Regions from separate parts of the Mus musculus genome. Here region 2 is linked to region 1. Evidence: chromatin contacts called from public Hi-C data. All regions are on one chromosome and are shown on one strand. Each heading gives the region's core, a stretch centred on a gene start, on an enhancer-like site or on the middle of the called end of the contact. The rest is flanking DNA. Distances are from core to core; before and after follow the strand shown.

Region 1 (6,680 bases), core at 2,654-5,153:
TTACAAGAGAAAAGAAAATGTCAGTTTTAATAAGACGGCTTTAATTTTATTTACAAACATGGCTTATTTAAATTATTATTCTAATAAATGATCAAAATAGAAAAAACCATCAATGTGATGCTTGACACTTTTTCCCATGTGGTTTCTTAACTCCACGTGTATTTTGTGTCTATAGTGCATATCAATGAGGACTAACCATATTCCTGGCTATCATGGAACCCTCCGCTAACCTCAGATTATCCGGGTGGGTGCTTTTTCTCTGACTTCTAACATGCTGGTCCTCCAGACCAGAACCTCACCACCCCAACTTACTCAGCTGCTCAAACTTTCAGATCACAGGGTATATCCTCCTAGAAGTTTCTCCCGGGTCCAGGACCTCTCTCATATATGCCTGTACCATTTTTACAGCTCTTAAAAACACTCATTAAATGAATTGCTATTGTTTGGATTTCTTCAGCTTTAACTATATCTTGTTTATAAGTGAAGCTTTAATGTCAAGGATGTGTTTAGTGCACAGCAGATAACAGTCAATGGAGATTATTTTACTAATTAAAATGAAGATGCCTTCAGGCCTTGCACATAGATCTGCTCAGGGCTGGCTCTAAAAAAGTGAAAAGAAGCAAGCTGCCCCCTCCTAACACATACATCTACCCACAATAGCAAGAATCACATAGACATTAGTCCAATTCTATCCTCTAATAAATCTATGTAGCCAAGTGCCTTAACTTGGTAGAGACTCGGTTTACCATCTAATGAGTGAGACTCACTATCCCTGCCACCCATAATGGTTCCACAGATTGAACAATAAGTGATGCAATGTGGTCCGGAATAGGACCTGGGCCACAAGGACCTCTGAACATCAATTTCATGAAGTTGAAGTGGGATCAATGACAACTTCCTGAACTATAGAAAGCATCAGTATCTTATGAGACATTCTTTAAAGGCAGAAAATTCCTACAAGGCCGTATAAGCCATGGCAGCCTCTAGCCATAGGAAACCCTGCAATGTGAGAGTATTATAGTATTTGGAAACCAGTAAGTTACTGCTCTCAAAATCAAAGACATCTGGTTAGCACACATCCTCCATCTACTGGAGCTTCACCCTCGAGTGTTATTGGGCAGTACTCTTTAGTAGAAGTGTCTAGCTTGGATCTGGGTCACACTACATGGAGTCAGGGGTCTAAGGCTTCACAGATATTCCAGGAACCAGATGGAAAGAATGGCTGTTTACTGGGTCCCCACTATGGACCAGCTATTCTTTTTGTAGTATAAATACTTATCAAAAGGATTCCTGTTTGTCATTTTCCTTGCTTGTTTGAGGCAGGATCTTCCTACACAGCCCTAAAGCTTGCACTGTAGGCCAACCTCATCTACATCTCATCATCTGCCTCCCTGAATCCTCCTGAATATTCCTCATTTTTGAGAGAAAGAAGTAGCCAGTCTGAGGTTGACCCTCCCCCTCGAGCATGTGACAGAGCTGAGATGGGACCTGGACCCATGAGTCTACCCAGAGAGACCTTATCCCCATAGGTTGACTCCCAAAGTCCATCAGTGATGTCTCCTTAATTCACCTTAAAGCTTCAAACTTCTCAAACATGTGGAGAATCAAACTGCCAGACATGAATTTATTGGATTTAACGTCAGCAACAAACTACAACTAGTGGATTAGAGAGACTCCTGCAAAGATGTGAAGGTGGTGTAATGCCTTGCTCTCTGCAGGGTGGGGATCTACACAGCTCTGGGATCTCCAAATCACCCATCGGTGCCAGCAAACCAAGAACTCCTCTGGAGTATTCAGCTGAAGGGTGTCAAGCATCAATTGGGTTAGACGGTTGAGATGGCCAAGCTGGCAACTGCAGGCAGAGGGAGTTGATAGAATCACCTTAGGTACTAAATGTTTAAGTAGGTCAAAGGTGAACAATTAGATAGGCATTGGGGGTTTAGAACAATTGGCAGGAGGGTTCCTCTGTTTAGATCTGGGACCATGTTTGTTTTCAAGTTCCATGAGGAACTGTAGGTGGTGCCAAGCTTGAAATTCTCTCAGATTTACTGAGGCCAAAAGGACAAACTTTAGTCCTGCATGACTGAAGAAGGTTTGCTCTTTCAGTCCGTTGTCATAGTAAGGTCAATATCTTTCCAAAGAGTCAGGTAAATGGGGGTTCAGATTCACTCCTTTGAAGGTACCTATATCATGGGACTTTCTGATGTTCTTTTGTTTAAAGTAGCTCCCCCTGTTTCTGTTTCTGTTTTGTCCAATGAAATCTTGGTCAAACAGGTAAGCAAGGAGCCTAGCTAACTGAACAGAGAGTGGTTGGGGCTTCCATGTCTACCCCTCCTCTGAGAAGACCCCAGCCCTGAGCAGCAGTGATGTAAAACAGATACATTGACACTCCTGTCTATGATGCTGGGTGATTCTGCTGAAAATTGATGTGTGTGTGTGTGTGTGTGTGTGTGTGTGTGTGTGTGTGTGTGTGAGGGGGAGCTATTTACATACAAAACCATAGCAACCATCATAGCAGAAAGATGGCTGGTTTGATACTCAGTGGAAAGAAGAACTACTGTTCAAACAGCCAAGGAGGGTCAGGGGAGAAAGATCAGTGGCTGAAGGTTGAAGTCCAGTTTGATATCCAGGACATAGTGGGAAGTAGGAACCAACTCCACAAAGCTGTGCTCTGGCCTTGATGTACATGCCATAGTAAAGTGTGTAAACACACACACACAGACACAGACACACAGACACAGACACACAGACACACACAGACACAGACACACACACACACACACACACAGAGAGAGAGAGAGAGAGAGAGAGAGAGAGAGAGAGAGAGAGAGAATATGAATTATTCAGGCAGCATTGTATCTATTCTGAGATGTGTAGACTATTTCTATCATTATCTCCTAAACAACATCATCCCTTTGTTCTTACACTGGACTGGATATTCTCAGCAACCAACAGATGATTCTAAGTATCCTAAAAGATGTGCCTAGGTTATAGGCAAATACCATGCCATTCTATATGAGGTACTTGTGTGTCCTTAGCCCTTGCTATTCATGGCTTGCCTTCCTGGAACTGATCTTCCACAGATGCCAAAGGTCAGTTATATTTCCATCTTATTTCAGCTGTGATTTGTCATTCCCCATGGTATGGCTTCTGGTTCCATTTTTGAATTCATCCTTCAGTTGTCATGGGACGCCAAGCGAGAGGCTTTCTTCCTCTGGCCCCAGTTTCCTGGAGGGTGCTGAGTATTCTGCCTTTCACACTGCATTCAGTGGAATCCAGGCCTCCCCTCCTTCCTCTTCTTCACTTTATCCAGAACACATCTGTTCTTCTGTTTTGTATCTCGAAGGTCTCTATAAAATTCTCTTTGAAGATGGGTGATGGAGGTCAGTATGTTTGAAATCCCCTAACTGAATAATCTGCTGTGTTCCTCCCTCCCTGACATTCTATGATTCTAAAAATCACAAACTCCTAATCCATCTGCAGGAAGAAACAGCTCCCAGTGAAATCTCCAGGGGCCAGGCATGTGTGAGTAGTAGAGTTGTGCATGTTATGTTTTTAATTCTCCAACGTCTATGTGTGTATGCGTGCGAGCGTGCCTCTGCTTCCCAGATACATACCATGTGCAAACATTTTACCTGGAAACATCAGCTGCTCTCAGAGCTATTTATTTATGTGTCAAAAATGCCTGTAGGCTAAGTGGGGTGAGCCTGCGTCCACGCCAACTCAGCCATGTGCTCTGGAGTCTGCAGGGGAGACAACACTGTGCCCACAGACTGCAAACAAGCAAACCAACTGAGAGAACAGTGCTCTAAGATGAGAAGGGAAGAGAGAAAGCTCGCTCCAGGAACCATAACAGACAGTTCCATAATGGTGGAAAGTACATGCAGAAGGCCCATGATAGTCTCCAGCCTCTCATGGGGGCAACCTGCCCACCCAGGCCCACGCCATAATTACAGATTCAGACAGGGCCTAAGGGTAGAGAGTAGATTATCCCGGCTTGTGGGCTATCCTTGCCACCCTGTGTAGACAGGCCTCTGAGCTTGTCTAAGACTCCAGAAAGGGGAGTGAACGAGAACACCAGAATGTGAAAAAGCCTAAGTCATCTCCATTTTCCTTGGGGTCACATGGATTTTATTGGAGTAGGGACAGGGTGGAGAACACATGCTGTTCTGATTATATTCTCATTATACCAACGAAAAACTCAGCAGATAAATAGACTGCAAGGCAGAGAGGCCTGGTAAGCATCCAATTCACCTCCCTCACCGAAGGGTAGAAAACCTGATGCACCAGGAAAGCCCTTTGCCCTCCCCTTCTCCTCCTAACACTGTCTCTCCCCCTTAGGAAACCACCTAACTGCTGGAAGAGAACCCAGGGCAGACATCAGGTAACAGGACATTCTATTCAGTCTTGAAGTCTCCTAAGGAGGTATGGCCAGGGGTGCTGGAGAGCATCTGTGGATGTGGTACTTGTAGAGAAATATGAAGGCCTCTGTGTGTGGCTGTTCAGAGTATATCCCACACTATGGAGTAACTGAAACCCCAAATACCTCCATCCTCTCTTCCTTGGGCCTCGTTTGATATAGGATAACATGTATGTAGCAGAAGTATATATTTTGGTTTAGTCCATATAGAAGGGCTAGAAGCACCTCAGCGAGGCAGGTTCTGGGTGAAAAGCACAAAGCAAACAGAGAAAGGAGGAGGCCACCTGTGAGAGGGAGGATGGTAAAAGACGTCTGTGAAAGATACACGTCTCTCTTCTGACCTAGGTCCATTGCCCTGTGGCACGTCCATCCAAAGCATCTGCAGGATAAAGCCAGGGACATCCTTCTTTGGTTACCAACCCAAACCAGAAGGCCACAGAGCTTATTCCTCTGCCTTCCCATTAGCCAAATTCAGCAATCCTGGGGTTCTCCCAAGACTTCTATCACTACCTTACTTTGTTCCACTATGGGGGTACCCTCTACTATCTGCCTCCTCCCCAGCAGCCCTGGTTTGTGTTGGCTTGCCCACTTCCTGGAGAGAGAAGAAGGAAGGCCTGGTCTAGCGGCTCTGCCTGCCTCTTGTAAATACCACCCCGTTCTGCCCTCCACTCTGCTGCATCCAAAAGGGCTGAAGACACAGATTCTAAATATAGACCCATAGCCATCCTATGCCCCGCTAATATTAGCCCTTCTGTGGAATCCACCGACAGCATCTTTCCCTCTTTTTGGCTGTGCTGGTGGGAATCCTTCTACTTATAGGAAGGCTGGCAGGCTGAGCCAGCAAGACTGAGGAACACACGGAACCAACTCCCGCCAGAATTCCCCCGCTCAGACCATGCCAGGTGATTTATGGAGCTGTTTTTTCAGACAGGAAATTTATGATTCTGTGGATAGGCTTGGGAATGGGGGTGGAGGGTAGGGGTGGGAATGGGTGGCTCTAGTTAATTGAATTTGTCAGCTTCCAGATGGAGGGGACAGTAACATTTGTTGATAATTTTCTCTGAGCCAGATCTGATAGTATCAATTTTCACACACATGGTCTCCTTGCATTTTTCCAGCAGTACTCTAGGAGGAGAAGGTTGTTGTCCTGTTTTACAGGTGAGGCCACTGAGGCTTATAGAAGTGAAGCTCACCAAGGTCAAGGTTAGAATGATATGGAATGTGCTACTTTGCCGGGCATAATTATGCTCACAGAAGCAGAGGGCTGACTTTGGATGCCTAGACTTGAACTCTTCAGTTGCCTGCTGCCAGGCCAGTTGGGGTGATCAATTGAACTTGTCTGAACTTGACCTGGGATTCACACACACACACACACAAAAAGGAAACCCAAACATTCTTATGGTCCTCACCCTCAGAGACTGCTCTTTTGTTTACCAAGTCCTTTCTCTTCATCATCCTCTCTCTCCTTCTTTCCTCTTTTTCCCCACATAGAAAAAGGGTCTCTATGTATAAATGAGGTGGCCTTGGGTTTTCAATCCTCCCTCCTTGGCCTCTTGAGTGCTGAGAGTCTAGGTACAAACCACCATACCTGGTGCTGCGGTTCTTTTACATCTTGATGGCCCAGATTGGAGCACAGACTGACCAGAAGATCAGCTCAACAGCTTGCAAGCCCTTCCCACTAAGTAGGCAAGAACAAAACAGACATGATGACTGACTCTGTCAACGCAGCAGAGGGCAAATGAGCGCCTTCTCATGCCCCAGAGCCACTCACAGCAGAGGAGAGAGCACCAGGAGAGACAGGGAGCAGAAGGCAATGTGTGACAAAACAGCTGGACTAATCGTGGTGTGCTTCTGTCCCACCTTGTTCCAGGACAGTGATGTCATATTCCAAAAAAAGGTGTAAAGTCCGTGAAAACAGAAGTTCTAACTCAGCCCCACCTTCTGCCCCTAAAATGAGCATCTCTGGGTACAGTGACTGATGAATGTCCCATGAGCTTTTTCTCTGGCAGCTGCAGAAACACACCCAGCAGGGCAGCCTGCCTCATCACTAACATCTGGATTCGAGAGTGGGAACTAACCACCAGGGCCTGCTTGCAGCTGGGAAACTAGAGGGAATTCCCAAGAGCCTTTGGGAAGGATTCCCTTCCCAGGCTGCAGACATCTGAGGGGTTTTCCCATCAGAGCAGCCTCTGAGGAGGAAACCTTGAGACTCTAGCCACTTGATGTAGTTTGCTGAAGTTGAGCTGATACTAAAATTGCA
Region 2 (6,680 bases), core at 1,322-3,821, 530 kb before region 1:
CAGAAGTATAAAGAAAGCTAAGGGGGAGAGAATCAGAGAAGCCGTGTAGATGTAATAAGTCTAAACGGTTGGCTGTAAGTCACAAGGGATGTTGTCTGAAGGTCTCCCGAACCCCAGGAAGTGAAAGAGCTGGGCAGGAGACTGGTGTTACTCAGCTGTTCTGCAGCTCAGGCTGGGGGAGGGAAAGTGCGAGAGGTGGCCACCAGGTGGCGCTATGAGTGTGAAGAAATCATGAGTGCGACTTAGTGGATGATCAGGAAAACTGGCAAACATCTCTGAGGAGAGAGAATCATTGTCCTCATATAAATACATTGTGGTCATCTAGTGAGACTTGGGTGGACATGGAGATGGGCTTCAGACACATGCCTGTGTGTGCAAGGGCATTGTAGCTCGAATGTTTATCATCAGGTGTGAGTTTCCTGGGTTCTCTTGATGCGAGTCAGTCCTAAGCCAACACATGCAAGGATTTTCTTGCCCATTGGATACCCACTCTTTTGGGAATCTGGGGTCCTCTGTGTCTCAGGGTCTTGAGAATGTCCTAGAATTCTGAGAGATTATCAACGCTGGATAAGCAATCTGGGCATGACTGGTCACATAGTTTGCATAATCCAGGATAAGATGAAAATAGACAGTCCCCCTTTGAAAAGAAGAAGAAACAGGCATTCAAGATGGTGACAGCAGAACACTGAACTCAGGGAGAGCCGAGCCCTTCTAAGCATGGAGCTCTGTGGGGCTGCACTGGTCATGGAGCTCTGGTCACTGCCCATGAGGCTGGCTCCAAGTATGGGAGTGGAATACAGTCTCAGGCAATCCTGTGTCTGCTGATGGGGACCTGCTGGACACATGAAAGGTGGTATTCATTCCTCAGTCTCTTCATATGGGAAATTCCTTGGCTCCCTAACTTTAATACCAACATAGCTTAGAATGTGGCACTAGGGAATCCTGGACTCACATTCTGATTCCATCCTTAAACACAAGTCATGAACCTACAGCTCACCTGCCAATCCCACCTCTTGCCTATGGTGTGGGTTCAATCAGGATTAATGCAGACAGCACCTTGTCTAGAGGCAACTCTTACTCTCTCTGCTGAGATCTCACCATTAAACCAGACAGTGCTTGTCCCCAGAAGTATCTGGTCAGGGAGGCTGGGGCAGACATTTGGCCTCAGAGTTGAGTAGCACTCACTTAGTGGGGAGCACTTCCTGTGTGCTTTTGCAGTCAGTTATAGAATAGGAATCAAAGTGGGGAGAGGTCCAGAGACCTGGCAGAGGGTGGGGTGGGCTGTTACAGAATCAGAGATGTGTGCACCGTTCATCTAACAGACATCTATGAGTGCTTCCTGTGGCAGAACCCAGGGGAAACTGGTGAGCAAAGGTACCTAGAGCCCCATCCACTGCTAACTGGAAGTCCTGTCATCTTGGCTGCATTCATTTCTAACCCACGGACCCTCATCACGTGTTCACTCTGGGGCAGGACACAGGACTCTACCAGTCTCTCTGAATGAGGTGACCGAAGGCCCTGTGTGTTCATTCTCAACAGCCAACCCCACTGAGTCTTGGTGAGCTGTCCTAGCAACTTTTACTGGAGTGTAGAGAGGGCCAGAAGTGTCTGGCTCTTCGGGGCAGCTGTGGACTGATGACTCTCCACTGGAGGGACTGGACCCTGAAGTCAAAGAGAGGCCAACCTTCAACGGATGAGGCGCTGGACTCGTATTTGGGACACTGGGAACACACAGAGGATGAAATTTAGTTTTGATTAACCTGGAGAGGAGCTCACTCCTGAAGTGGCCCCGTCTTGAACAGCTCAGGTCAGCTTTAGAGGACGCACTGGGGGCATCTTGTGAGAGCAGAAAGAGTGTCCAAAAGGTTTTGAGTTGATTTCAGCCAGGTGTGAAGACTGTGTGTGAACAACTGACAGGCGAAAGTCTGGGGCTTGACTGAGTGGTCCAAGAGCTCAGGCAGCCCATTGTGGTACATGCAGAGGGAAAGGTAGATGGGGTAGGGGTGTCGGGGTGTGGGCTAGCGCAGCTGCCCACTGGGAGAAAGGGGAGGTTCTGCTGACTCGGGGCATCTGAAGTGTCACACACATTAAACAATTTATTATGTACACAGCATTGAGGGTAGCATAGTTACCAGCAGTTCTCAAAGCAGTAATACCTGGGAACCGATTAGAACTGCATGTTCTGGGGCTACCCTCCAGGCCTGCTTATTTGGGAATTCAGGGGGAGGGGGAGGTGCTATACGTTCATAAACTGCAAGTCAAAGCTTGAGAAACATTATAGAGTACAGAGTGCTAAGCTTTGGACAGCAGTTAAGGGTCTGGGTTGGCTGGGCTGGGCAGAGGGGGCATGGTGTTCTGAGCAGTGAGCTACTTTACATACATCCTTCTTTAAGTGACACAAGAAGAAATCGACCAGGAGGTCTGTGTCACCATGCCCTCATGGAGAGGCACGATCTGGCGTGCAGAGTACCTCAGTGACCAAAGGTCAGGTCGTAGCACCGGAACCCCTGTCCATGCTGAGGTGGCTCACAGTGGAGGGCTGCGCTGCTGATGCTGCCTGTCACTTCTGCCGTGATGTCTCCATCCAGCCTGCATGGAAGGAAGGGGCCTATTATAGCTTGACCCTCCTTTCCCTAGAGCTTAGCATGGGCCAACCTGGGGTCAATGAGAGTGGGATGGCATTCCTGACTTAGAAGGACGGTTGTTTGAATTTTCATAAAGTTTGCCACATACACCCGGGAGCTGGGCTCAGTAAATAATCTCTTCAAGACTACCAGCATTCACCCCTGACACTGAGGTCTCATAGCTTAAGTGTGCGATTAAAAGAGAGAGGTTCCCACGCACTGTGATTAGAACTACGCTAGATTGGAAAGAAAAGAACACAGCAGGAAAACACCTACACTACTCAAGGAGTTTTTCTCCTCTCTCCCTAAGTTGTACTATGTGGTTATTATCACGTCTCAGTTGAACACGCGCCTGTTAATTTGTAAGGTGCAGTAACTCTGTGGCAGGTCCTGCGTTTGGTGGTGGATGGGGCCAGGTGTTCCTGCCCCTTGGAATCTGTCTTTGAAGCCAGTGAGCATAAGAACCAGGCTAGGACACAGCTTAAGGCAGTTTGGCACTAGCTAAGGTGAGAGCTGCCTCTGTGTGTACCTCATCTTTTAGTAAGTGAGGCCTCTGGTCTTCTGTGATCCTCCAGACACCGCTGTTCATGACAGGTAGGACCTGCAAGGGACTCTGGGACTAAGATGGGGGTCTTCCTCCAGCCCTCCTGGTAACTGCCACTGTCTCCCAACAAAGGCCACTGCACACCTTTAAACACAAAATAGTCTTTTATTTGTCAACGAAGGCTACACGGGATCACTTCTGGTTTTGTTTTTATGCTTTCCCCCCTTTTTTCTAGAAGGTATCTACATCTGCATTTATTTACAGCCTTGTTGGTATTTACACAGTCAAGAATACAGTGTTAGAAACACAAAAGTGTTGAGAAAAAAACTTCTCAAAATTAGTTCCAGACTTCAGGAAAACTATTTCCACATGGTAAGGCCAGAGTCTCCAGTGTTGGTCATCCAGAGGCAGCTCATTATCGTCCTTTGCCAGAGCTGCGGGTTCAGAAGTCCTCAGAATGACGGGCACATTTAGAACAGTGGGGTTCTGGTGATGAGTGGATTAGAGCTGCTGGGAACCACCAGACATCTGTGGGTCAGCTTCTGCGGGGACAGCCGAGCCTGCCCACGGGCAGTCAGCCCTGAACCATCAGCCCTTAGAATCAATCACATTTTTCTTAGGGACTAGGAAGTAGCCCAGTCTCACGCCTTTGGCATTCCCCAGAGGGTAAGAAGTACAACACAGGGCCCCACCGAGGCCTCTGAAACACAACACAGGGTTCCCACCCCATGCTTCCCCACCTTTGATCTTCCACAACACCGTGAAACCGCATAGCCCGCCACTGTTCCGGGCAGTCAAGTACACAAGGCTGGTTTTTGAGAATGATGGGTTGGAGAGGATAAAGTTTCAGTCACCTGAGCAATGAGTCTTTAAAATGAGTTTGCTGTTTTGGGAAGGCTAAATAAAAAGGTCTTGAACCACAGAGTTCATTTTTTACTTCCGTCCCCTCTCACAAAATATAGACAATGGTTTTGACCTAGCTGGGGACGGTGTGCCTCTCGTGGAGGGCTTTTAGTCCTGATGAAGATCCCGGGAGAGAGGAGAGACTGGGACCCCATGGGAGGTGAATCCTCCTACCCCAGAATCGGCATAACCTGGGCTAAGCAGTTGATGTGAGGGATGAAGGACACACTCATCTTTGTGTAATGGGTGATTTAACCCCAAAGCCCAGCCCTCTGCTGGAAGCCAGCCAGCTCATCTCCCCGGGTACAAAGCCCAATGTCACTGCTCTCACCACATCACATGGCCAGCAGAAACACAAGGACTGCAAATGGCAAAGATGTGTTCTAAGATGTCACACTGAAAACCTTCTCTATAAAGGCAGTCACTTAAGTCACAGTTGTAAGGCCCTTTCTTCTTCTTCCCTTGCCTCAAGCCTATAAAGCCAGTTTACTCAGCTTACTCGGCTCTTCTTCATCATCTGCCCCCCTCCCCATGCAATCCCTCTTATTTTCAGGCACTTGTCCAGCCTCAGCAGTCTCCCTTTAGCTTCCTAGGGTTTCTTTCAAGCCCAGCATCCTTCAGTAGAGTCAGGCACTGGTGTGGACCTTGGGCTAGTTTTCCACCAGTGGCTCTGAGCCAAGTGTTAAAGGCTAAAGTGTGGTTTACTATGGAGTCAATATCACCACAATACCATCTAGTGATGCCTGCCTGGGAGATGACCATAAAGGGGGTCTCAGGGTATAAAAGACGAGGTCAGAAACTAATAAAGTCTTGTTTAAGGTCTTGGAGGAGGGGCTGAGGCTGGGGGACTAATTGGCAGTTGTGGAGGGTGGAGAAGGTGGGAACTATGCAAAAGCAATCCTTAGAGGTTCAGAAGCTAACTCCCATCAGAATCACAAACTTCCACCAGTGAGGAAGACCCGGTCACTCTCTCAAGTGGATAGATGTAATGAGTGTCGAAAGAGCGGGAGCTGTCCAGGATGGCATTTTATATTTAAAGTCTCCTAAATGGGCGAAAGGAACTGTGGCCTGTGCCTTTAAACACACCTGGGAGGTGGAATCCAACTGAAAGGAGCCAAGGTCATAGTTCAGGGAGGACAGCATCAGTGTCAAGGGAGGCACATGGCACTGTCTGGCCTACAGCTGAGGTCCTATACAGCTCAGGGATGCTTGCCTGTTTCCTCTCTGGGGTGGCAGTCCAGGAAGAATATGGGATCATTCCTTTTAAAGAAGAATACCCCATATCTCATGGTATTCACTGATGCCTAAAAATATAGTCTTTGAGGGAGGGAGACAACAGAGGAGGAAGTCACAGGCTGGACAGCTACAAGGAGATGGTCCCTTGGGTCACATGCTGTCTCTCTGTCTTATAAGTAAATGACCCCGGCGGATCTCAGCCAATGTCAGGCAGCCAGTATGGGACAGATCAACTAGGCCAACTCACAGGACAACTCTGCCCACAGGACCCTTACAGCAAACGTACATTTTGAGGGGCATATGTCTTCTGGATACAGAAAAACCCATGTGTTTCAGGTCAAACTATTTTCTATCCCACCCAAGAATGATCATACCAGAAGGGGGTCTGCATTACAGCTCGCGCTAGGTACTGTGGGCCTGAGAGGGCATCAAATCTGACCCAGCAGAGCTTTGATCCAGAGGCAATGAGCAACCAGTGGATAGAGCAGGCTGTGGCACACGGTTGCAACAGCGTGACGGATTTTTTTTTTCTTTTTTCTTTTTTTGGAATCAGGAAGAGCACTTAACGAAACACATCCTCTTATCCCAGTGGGACAACATAAGGCGAGATCTCCCCTCCCCCAACACGCTTTGGACACCTCTCTCTGCCAGGCAGAACTACACACTGCTCCGATTCTCCTGCGGTAAGAGACCTTCTTGGTTTCATTAACTCATGTCATATTCTTAAGACTCTGTAAGGCTATAAAGGTGCCATGAGCTTTATCAGTCCAACAAGGTTCCCACGGGGAATAGCTTAGACTCGGAATTCATTTTCCACACTTAATGTAAATGTAACCCATAAAAGTCCCATTTTCTAAGAAGCCCGGCTCAAAAGGAAGCATTTGGCTTCCCCAGTCTCCCAGACACTGGGAGTGCCAATAACAATGGTATCTAGGCAGACAAAGCAGGAAAGGAATCCTCCAGTGAGCTCCTAGCTCTTGTTACAGTCCTCTGCCCGCCACACTTCCCCGGCCTGCTGGCTCCCTCTGGCCGGTCCTCCAGCACTGGCTGCGCCTATGCCTACTCTCGTCCAAATGCCATGTACACAGGTCTTCACAGGAACAATGCTAGCCTGGCCTTCTGGGTCCATGGGTACCAGCTCTGGCACCGCCATCCCTGATCTCAGTGGGGTTGTATGACCCTGCTAGGCCAAACCAAAGAGCTCTTTCTTCTTATTTAAAAACAAAAACAAAACCACTCCTGCCTGGGGTTCTTTAATGAAGAATTCCACAGAAGGAAATTCCTGAAGGCCTAGCCTTCAGGGAATAGCCTGAACAGGGGAGGCAGAGGAGACTCCAGGACCTGGCTAGGGTGCTTGGCTCATGCCTTTGTTG

What was found. Hi-C and Micro-C count contacts between places; a contact is called where the count stands out from the background.
Region 2: a contact with region 1 is called in a Hi-C map of cortical neurons. The contact joins two enhancer-like sites. A contact is called at or near these places in 1 of 39 promoter capture datasets (second pharyngeal arch cranial neural crest), 3 of 484 Hi-C or Micro-C datasets (cortical neurons, cranial neural crest and nephron progenitors), 1 of 115 datasets of contacts at active chromatin or transcription factors (astrocytes) and 2 of 9 other capture datasets (embryonic stem cells and embryonic tail).

The regions. Positions count from the first base shown.
Region 1 is chr7:96,374,299-96,380,978 of GRCm38.p6, reverse strand. All of the region lies in intron 2 of Tenm4 (teneurin transmembrane protein 4), which reads right to left. Among named protein-coding and RNA genes, the nearest start is that of Gm15412, 36 kb to the right of the region's middle. Within about 2 kb of position 3,903, at least 12 of the 459 cell types and tissues checked have an H3K27ac peak or open chromatin away from gene starts, as enhancers often do.
Region 2 is chr7:96,907,727-96,914,406 of GRCm38.p6, reverse strand. It overlaps Tenm4 (teneurin transmembrane protein 4), which reads right to left. Exons shown (of 33, transcript NM_001310762.1): 33 at 3,314-6,680. Among named protein-coding and RNA genes, the nearest start is that of Gm22226, 9.0 kb to the left of the region's middle. Within about 2 kb of position 2,571, at least 17 of the 459 cell types and tissues checked have an H3K27ac peak or open chromatin away from gene starts, as enhancers often do.